Regions from separate parts of the Oncorhynchus mykiss genome. Here region 1 is linked to region 2. A link is a contact called in public Hi-C data. All regions are on one chromosome and are shown on one strand. The core of a region is the stretch at or near the end of the contact, and the rest is flanking DNA. Distances in the headings are between cores, read along the strand shown.

Region 1 (4,419 bases), core at 361-2,860, 150 kb after region 2:
TTGAGAACAAGTTCTCATTTAGAACTGCGACCTGGCCAAGATAAAGCAAAGCAGTGTGACACAAACAACAGAGTTACACATGGGATAAACAAACGTACAGTCAATAACACAATAGAAAAATCTATATACAGTGTGTGCAAATGAAGTAAGATTAGGAAGAGCAGTTGGAGGCCACGGAAGGAGAGTTGTATGGCATTGAAGCTCGTCTGGAGGTTAGTTAACACAGCGTCCAAAGAAGGGCCAGAAGTATGCAGAATGGTGTCGTCTGCGTAGGTGGATCAGATAATCACCAGCAGCAAGAGCGACATCATTGATGTATACAGAGAAAAGAGTCGGCCCGAGAATTGAACCCTGTGGCCCCATAGAGACTGCCAGAGTTTCGGACAACAGGCCCTCCGATTTGACACACTGAACTCTATCTGAGAAGTAGTTGGTGAACCAGGCTAGGCAGTCATTTGAGAAACCAAGGCTGTTGAGTCTGCTGATAAGAATGTGGTGATTGACAGAGTCGAAAGACTTGGCCAGGTCGATGAAGACGGCTGCACAGTATCGTATTTTATCGATGGCGGTTATGATATCTTTTATGACCTTGAGCATGGCTGAGGTGCACCCATTGACCAGCTCTGAAACCAGATTGCATAGCGGAGAAGGTACGGTGGGATTCGAAATGGTTGGTGATCTGTTTGTTAACTTGGCTTTCGAAGACTTTAGGTCTAGAGTGTCTCCCCCTTTGAAGAAGGGGATGACCGCGGCAGCTATCCAATCTTTAGGGATCTCAGACGATACGAAAGAGAGGTTGAACAGGCTAAAAATAGAGGTTGCAACAATTGCGGCGGATAATTTAAGAAAGAGAGGGTCCAGATTTGCCTAGCCCAGCTGATTTGTAGGGGTCCAGATTTTGCAGCTCTTTCAGAACATCAGCTATCTGGATTTGGGTGAAGGAGAAGCAGGGGAGGCTTGGTCAAGTTGCTGTGGGGGGTGCAGAGCTGTTGCCCGGGGTAGGGGTGGCTAGGTGGCAAGCATGGCCAGCCGTAGAAAAATACTTATTGAAATTCTCAAATATCGTAGATTTATTGGTGGTGACAGTGTTTCATAGCATCAGTGCAGTGGTCAGCTGGGAGGAGGTGCTCTTATTCTCCATGGACTTTACAGTGTCCCAGAACTTTTTTGAGTTTGTGCGACAGGATGCAAATTTCTGTTTGAAAAGCTAGCATTTGCTTTCCTAACTGCCTGTGCATATTGGTTCCTAACTTCCCTGCAAAGTTGCATGCCAGTCCCCCTGCTGTCTGTCAATCAATGGAATAGCTGGGATGTTTCAGTGCCAGGCGTCCTTGGGGTTGGTGGACAGCGATTTGAGAATTGTTGTGGACATTCGCTCATTTATGTTTTATTCTCAGTCATTACAATAAATGTGTATTTTAGTTTACGTGTATTTCTTTAAACATAGCCTACACAATACATTTCAACATACCAGTATCTGTGTAAACTTTAAAATACATGTTGGTATAAATAACATTTAAAATTCTGTGAAAAACAGTTGTACTGCAATTGAGTGCAATATTCCCAACATGTAGTATGTCTTTGCTGGGACTCTTATTTTGAAAACATAAAATCCGCGATCGCGCTACCGCCATAATATCCTGCTGCTAGGAGAACGGTAATAACTTTATCGCAGTGAAGAATTGGACCAAACAACAAGACACTGACTGGTACAAGGATCACACCATTTTCCCCAGATAGCTAGCTAGATAGATATGTTTACATTTCCTTAATTGAGACTGTTCTGATTATCAGTATTGAGGAGCTGCCTGACATAAAATTCTGTAACTTTCAGATCGCTAGTTACAATCTTAGAACATTAGCTAACGTTTGTTATCCGTGCCGTGGTAAATGAAATTCGTCTTTGTTGTTGTTAGCAGCACACCTAATGTTATCTAGCTAAGGTCAGATTGTTCAGCCAATAGCGAAGTAAACTAGCTAGCTAACAGAGTTATTAAGGAAAATAATAGTTTTGTCCACTGGACCGAATCTGTTATTTTTGTCCCCAAGCATTGATTCCAAAATGTGTTTTAGCTGTGTGTTAATTTAACGTTAGCTGGCTAGGTTGCTAGCTAGCTACGTATAAACTAGTTAGCTACTGTAGTTATCACTGACGAGTAATGTTAGCTAGCTACTGTACTGTATTTGTGTTTTGTATACAGGCACCAACACATCTAAACGTTGATCATAGAAACTATTAACGTTATACTGTGATTTTTTTTCTTCGTTTATTTGGACTGGTATTGGAATAATTTATTATAATGCTATTAATCGCTTACGAAAAAAGATTGCAGTCAGAGAGCAGTATAATTAAGCAATAAGGCCTAAGAGGGTGTGGTATATGGCTAATATACCACGGCTAAGAGTTGTTCTTACGCACGACGTAACGCGGAGTGCCTGGACACAGCCCCTAGTCTTGTTATATATGCCATATATCACAAGCCCCCGAGGTGCCTTATTGCTATTATAAACTGGTTACTAACGTGATTAGAGCAGTAAAAATGTATGTTTTGTCATACCCATGGTATACTGTCTGATATACTACGGCTGTCGCCAATCAGCATTCAGGGCTCGAACCATCCAGTTTATTACTGCAGTTAGAGTGCAGTATAACTGCTGCAAATACTGCGTCAAAAATATATATTTTTTTTACTGCAGTAATTTTGCAGTACACTGCAATTACTGCGTTCAAAATACCACAGTTGACTGCAGTTACTGCACATTTACTGCAGTTTCAAAACTAACATATTTTTTTGTAAGGGATTACTATAATCAAGGGATTATTTTCACTCCTCAGGCTGAGCTTCCCTGTTACCTTGCCGTACTCATCCCATTCTCCAAACAGACAGTGAGGCAGGATGCTGGGTCTGTGGTGCATGGATGCCCAACTGGGCCTTCTCACTCTGGTGCTGTGCTGCACACTGGCTCCCTTACCTGCGCACGCATATATCTATGCTGTGAGTCCTCATAATTGTAGAACTGTATGATCAAGTTTGTTGTGGATTTACAAGTGATGTTTGCCATTGGATTTGTCATAAACAAATGCAGTTTACAGTCCCTGTGTGCTGGCATTGATTTTAAAACTTGTGTCTCTCTGTCTGGTAGCATTACAGCAATATGACTAACATGTTGTTTGAGGACCTGTCTGCCTTGTTTGGATCATCACTACCCAAAGAGGGACTTATGGTGAGAGGAGGGGAGGGGATAACATTCCCTTTCATCCAATGGATAAATTGGCTCTAAAATTACCTAATTTTCTTTCTCTTTGTCGTTAAGGGTGTGTTAGTAGAGTCCCGTCCACTCAACGGCTGCACTCCGATAAAACCTCCACCACCACGGCCCACATCTAGTGATTCCAACACTACCACTACTAAGTACATAGTCCTCATCCGACGCTATGACTGCAATTTTGATATCAAGGTTAGTCTGTTGGGTTGCTTAGGACATATGGTGTTTTTCCATTTGAATTCAACCTATTTATTTATTGCAACATATTCAGTGTAAAACCACACTGCGTGTAGTGTTTACAATTATTATAGTGTGAATTATGATTTTGTATTTAATGCAGGTGCTGCATGCACAGCAAGCAGGATTCAGTGCAGCCATCGTTCACAACATGTACTCGGAGACTCTACTCAACATGAACTACAGCAATGGTGAGGATCCTGAAATCGTCTTCAACTTCCCTAAGCTGCCTTTTCCCATTTCTGACAGAATCAGTTCCGTTAGTTTACTTCCCCTTAACCAGGTTGACTGATTTGTGTTCTCACTTCTCAAAACCTCAAGTAGTCTTTAACCAGTATGATCCTCCAAGGAAGTAAATACTTTGGTAATGCTGAGTGACAGTGCTCCCCTTTTTGTTTGTTTGTGTGTGTAGAAACCATTGCAGAGGAGATTGAGATCCCCTCAGTATTCACCAGCTACTACGCCTCCCAAATTCTCAGGACCTTCATCATTCCTGAACAAGGGTGATTTCCATTGATGTTCAATTATTTTTGTCAAGCGCAACTTCCATGACAACCTGTTCATGAGTGACATCACAGAGGTTCTTTCTAGCGCTATTCACAATGTTAGATGGGGGTTCGACTTAACTATCTGCTGATGAGTTATGGTTGCTAATGTAACCATGCAACATGAGTGTGTATTGGCTCTTTGGTAATGGTCTTGCACCGTAATGAAGATGGGACCTTTATTGATTAGAGTTGCACTGAAATTTTGTCATATTCTTCACAACATCTTTGCACTCATCATGATGTCAGCCCCGCTGTGTGTCTGGTCCTATGTGCACGTCATCAGCATGTTGGTGATGGTATTGTCTGGCAGTGTTGTCCCTCTTAGTCATAGTCGCTTTTCTGAAAAATACCCCCATACAAAGCTGAT
Region 2 (4,583 bases), core at 1,116-3,615:
TAATTTTTAATTCAGTGATTAAAATTACGACCCCATCCTCAGTAGTCTATTCCAGCAGGCTATTGGGAAACATAAGCACTTTTTACCTCGAAATCGCCAAACTTTTCATGTTGAATAAATTAATCTGTTAATTTGAACTAAGCAAGCTGCTAAATCATTCAGTTTCATCTTACATACATTTTGCCTAGGCTACTGTAGACTATCTGAAGATGTACAGTAGGCCTTTAAGAGGCTCTAAGCTACCTGCATCTATCTAAGCAAACCATGGCAAAGTTGAATTACAATCAGAAACCCAGATTTTAGTCTGTAGCCTGCCTATGCCTATTGAAATGACAAGTCGGGAAATGGGCAATTTTATAACTGTTTGTAGTCTTAATATCTGGCACATAATGACGGCATAATTGCCAGAAAACAGCCTAACATTGTTTTTTTTTAAAGTTTGTCCAAGTGTTTCTTGCTCAGAGATTTTGAGATCCTCTGTCAAACTTTCATGACCCAAACTCTCCTGTCGGATTTATCTATAGTTATGCACATGCGCAAAGGGGATTTATTTAAGCAATAGGCACGAGGAGGTGTGGTATATGGCCAATATACCACAGCTAACGGACTCCGCTTTGCGTCATGCTTAAGAACAGCCGTTAGCCGTAGTATATTGGCCATATACAATATCCACTCGTGCCTTAGTGCTTATTCAGCAGTCAAACAAGTTAAATCGACATCCATTGATGGAAAATTATCTGGTGAGTAAGCTATATTTCGTCTCCAATGTTTATTGAAAACATAAATAATTTGCATAATGAGTACTTGTTGTCTCTGAAATACATCCTTACAGTTGTTGGCTCGCTAGTTAGCCATATTAGCAATTGACATGAAATCAGTCAAACTAGACGGGGATGAAGAACATGATGAAACGAGTTTAAACCAGCCACTTACGATTCCCAACATGGCACATTCTTGACATTCTTGCTAGCAATCTGGCTATCCAGAATCACAACAACACGCTGACTTCTGCCCCACGGAAGCGCGCGCATCGTTTCGTGATAACGTCAGCTAACCCATCTATACCACAGATAGAACAGTTTTGCATTTATTTTGGCATTGTCTACATGTAAAGAAATTATGGAAAGATATTCATAGTTTTATCACTGTTAATATTCTTGATGACTTTTGTTTTTTTATGGGAGAATGCGCTGCTTGGTTTCCTTAGCTATAGTAAGGATAACGAAAAACAATTTTACCTCAAATGTATTTGTGCTGATGGCAAAATGTCATATTCATAAATGTAAATTCACTAATAAAAAAACACTCTTCCATGTTTTCTATGAGGAATTTGAGCAGTACATTAAGACTATTCTACATTCTTATAATAAGCTTTTAAAACAATCAATATGTGTGTATTTTTTAAGGTCTTTGTATAATCTGTCCTTTGTTGTACCCCCTAGTGTATGTTATCATTGCCTGTTTGTATGCTTCTTGTGTGGTTTTTCTCCAAAATATAAATAAAATAACAATATTTCACCAGATGTATACATGTGAAGCATCCGGTTGGTGTTCCACTCACTTCCAAATATGGTAATATGGTGATGAGCTGAAGCCCAGTGGCCGGCAGTTGAAGAAGATGAAGCAGATAGATTTTTGCCGACATTTTGCAAATTTTTCATCGATCTCCATGCAGTTTTCTGTTTCCAAAACTAGAATATGTAACAGAATGGACTGCATTTTGTAGACTTTAACAGTTTCTAAAAATTGCCATTTTTACAAGGAGTGCAAGGGCGAATTGAGTTATTCACAGTGGTGGAAAAAGTACCCAAAACTCATACTTGAGTAAAAGTAAAAATACTTAAATAGAAAATGACTCAAGTAAAAGTAAACCACTAAAATACTCCTTTAGTAAAAGTCTAAAACTATTTGGTTTTAAATATACTTAAGTATCAAAAGTAAATGTAGGTGCTAAAATATACTTAAGTATCAAAAGTAAAAGTACAAATAATTAAAACAATCCTTATATTAAGCAAACCAGACGGCACAACTGTCTTGTTTTTAAAAGTTATGGATAGCCAGGGTCACACTCAGACATCATTTACGAACAAAGCATTTGTGTTTAGTGAGTCCACCAGATCAGTGTCAATAGGGATGACCAGGGATGTTAAATACACCACGGATTATTCCACACACGCGCTTCTCAGAGTAGGCGTTCCCTAACGGACATATGCAAACAAATGCTAGAAAACGACAATAGGATATGACTAGCTCGTGCTTGGCTCTGCCCATCTCAATTCTCGCTTATTCTCACAATTATTCATTAGTCTTGGGTTAGTTATAAAAAATCTTTGTCTAACCTGTTTACAAACGGAAAAGAACTCGCGTGCAGTGTTTTGATTGGCCCTCGTGTTTTCCAAACCGGAAATGGCATCCGTTCGGAATTGACAGCACTCCCGAAGATGGCGGGGGTGTTTGAGGTGGAGGTTGATGGTGTAGAACACGATCATGGACTCGGACATCACGATGAACCAAATCAGGTTAGGGTACATGTGTTACCGTTGTAGAATCCGAAAACAACGAACAGCGTGAATTGTAAAGTGCTCACATTGCGTTGCAGCCAATATGGACTAGACCTGCCTCTTGCACCGGCTAGTGAACGTCACAAGATGTTAGCTTTGCTAGTTAACTTCCCAGTTCTCTTCCCTTTTAGCTAGACAGGTAGGATGTCATTGAGTGCATTTCTCTATTGAGTGCATTAGGAAACCAAGTAATATTATAGTGCAGTCAGCTAAAACAAACGTACAACTTCAAGGGCCATCATCATCACGCCCTTGTCTTGTACGTGGTAGCTGATAGCTAACGTTAGCTAACTATTTAGCTAGGTTGCTATATAAGTAGCCACAGATAGCTAACTAAATTGATAATTCTGGTTTAGCTGCCCCCAAATTGCTGCCTTTGCTTGACAACCCGTTTCCTATTGCAATAGCATCAATGATGTAGCAGTAGCTAGTACTCATTAGATGTCACGCCATGTAATAGCTGATGTGGCAGACAGAGTCAAAGGTCATCTAGTTGACGCATAATCCATCTTCTGTCCTGGTAGCCTGAGCTCTCTAAAAACTGTTTTGGACCAAAGGCTAGTTAGTGTTCTCACCATTTAGCTATAATGGATAGAAACCGTGCCTATGCTCTTTGTTGGCCAGCAGTGTTCATCCCTTTTAGTATTCACATGTCTGTCCACTACCAACAGCCTCTCAACCCACATGATCAGAATACAGACTGATTTAAAATTACTATTTTTGATGCAATAATTGTAGTTTGTAGATATATTGTTTAATTCAGAGGTTCTATGTGACTGTATTTGCATGTAGATTTCTAACTAATTGATTTAGAAGCATTTGGAATAATTGTGAATGTCTGTTTGGTTTGTTTTCACTTTAGGTCGATTTGTCCCATCTGTCACCGGAGGAGAAGTGGAGGTCAGTCTCTTCCCAATTATTCATTCTGACTGCAAATTAGATTTACAGTTGAAGTCGGAAGTTTACATACACCTTAGCCAAATACATTTAAACTCAGTTTTTCACAATTCCTGTCATTTAATCCTAGTAAAAATTCCCTGTCTTAGGTCAGTTAGGATCACCACTTAATTTTAAGAATGTGAAATGTCAGAATAATAGTAGAGAGAATGATTTATTTCAGCTTTTATTTCTTTCATCACATTCCCAGTGGGTCAGAAGTTTACATACACTCAATTAGTATTTGGTAGCATTGCCTTTAAATTGTTTAACTTGGGTCAAATGTTTCGGGTAGCCTTCCACAAGCTTCCCACAATAAGTTGGGTGAATTTTGGCCCATTCCTCCTGACAGAGCTGGTGTAACTGAGTCAGGTTTGTTGGCCTCCTTTCTCGCACACGCTTTTTCAGTTCTGAAATCACAAATGTTCTATAGGATTGAAGTCAGGGGTTTGTGATGGCCACTCCAATACAGTGACTTTGTTGTCCTTAAGCTATTTTGCCACAACTTTTGAAGTATACTGGGGGTCATTGTCTATTTGGAAGACCCAATTGCGATCAAGCTTTAACTTCCTGATTGATGTCTTGAGATGTTACTTCAATATATCCACAATTTTATTTCCTCTTGATGCCATCTATTTTGTGAAGTGCACCAGTCCCTCCTGCAGCAAAGCACCCCCACAACATTATGCTGCCACCCCCGTGCTTCATGGTTGGGATGGTGTTCTTTGGCTTGCAAGCCTCCCCCTTTTTCCTCCAAACATAACGATGGTCATTATTGCCAAACAGTTCTATTTTTGTTTCATCAGACCAGAGGACATTTCTCCAAAAAGTACGATCTTTGTCCCCATGTGCAGTTGCAAACCGTAGTCTGGCTTTTTTATGGCGGTTTTGGAGCAGTGGCTTCTTCCTTGCTGAGTGACCTTTCAGGTTATGTCGATATAGGACTCGTTTTACTGTGGATATAGATACTTTTGTACCTGTTTCCTCTTGAATCTACACCAGGTCCTTTTGTGTTGTTCTGGGATTGGTTTGCACATTTCGCACCAAAGTACGTTAATCTCTAGGAGACAGAACACGTCTCCTTCC

The links. A called contact is a pair of places that touch in the nucleus more often than the background predicts.
Region 1: a Hi-C map of liver shows a contact between it and region 2, with 2.5 times the contacts expected there. The contact joins the promoter of LOC110537381 here to the promoter of LOC110537380 in region 2. A contact is called at or near these places in 2 of 3 Hi-C or Micro-C datasets (blood and liver).

Annotation. Positions count from the first base shown.
Region 1 is chr12:29,648,519-29,652,937 of USDA_OmykA_1.1, forward strand. LOC110537381 (E3 ubiquitin-protein ligase RNF167) reads left to right here and starts at 1,611. Exons shown (of 10, transcript XM_021623384.2): 1 at 1,611-1,709; 2 at 2,837-2,996; 3 at 3,145-3,225; 4 at 3,316-3,459; 5 at 3,608-3,695; 6 at 3,917-4,007. The coding sequence starts at 2,898.
Region 2 is chr12:29,495,735-29,500,317 of USDA_OmykA_1.1, forward strand. LOC110537380 (RING finger protein 121) reads left to right here and starts at 2,366. Exons shown (of 12, transcript XM_021623383.2): 1 at 2,366-2,519; 2 at 3,424-3,461. The coding sequence starts at 2,442.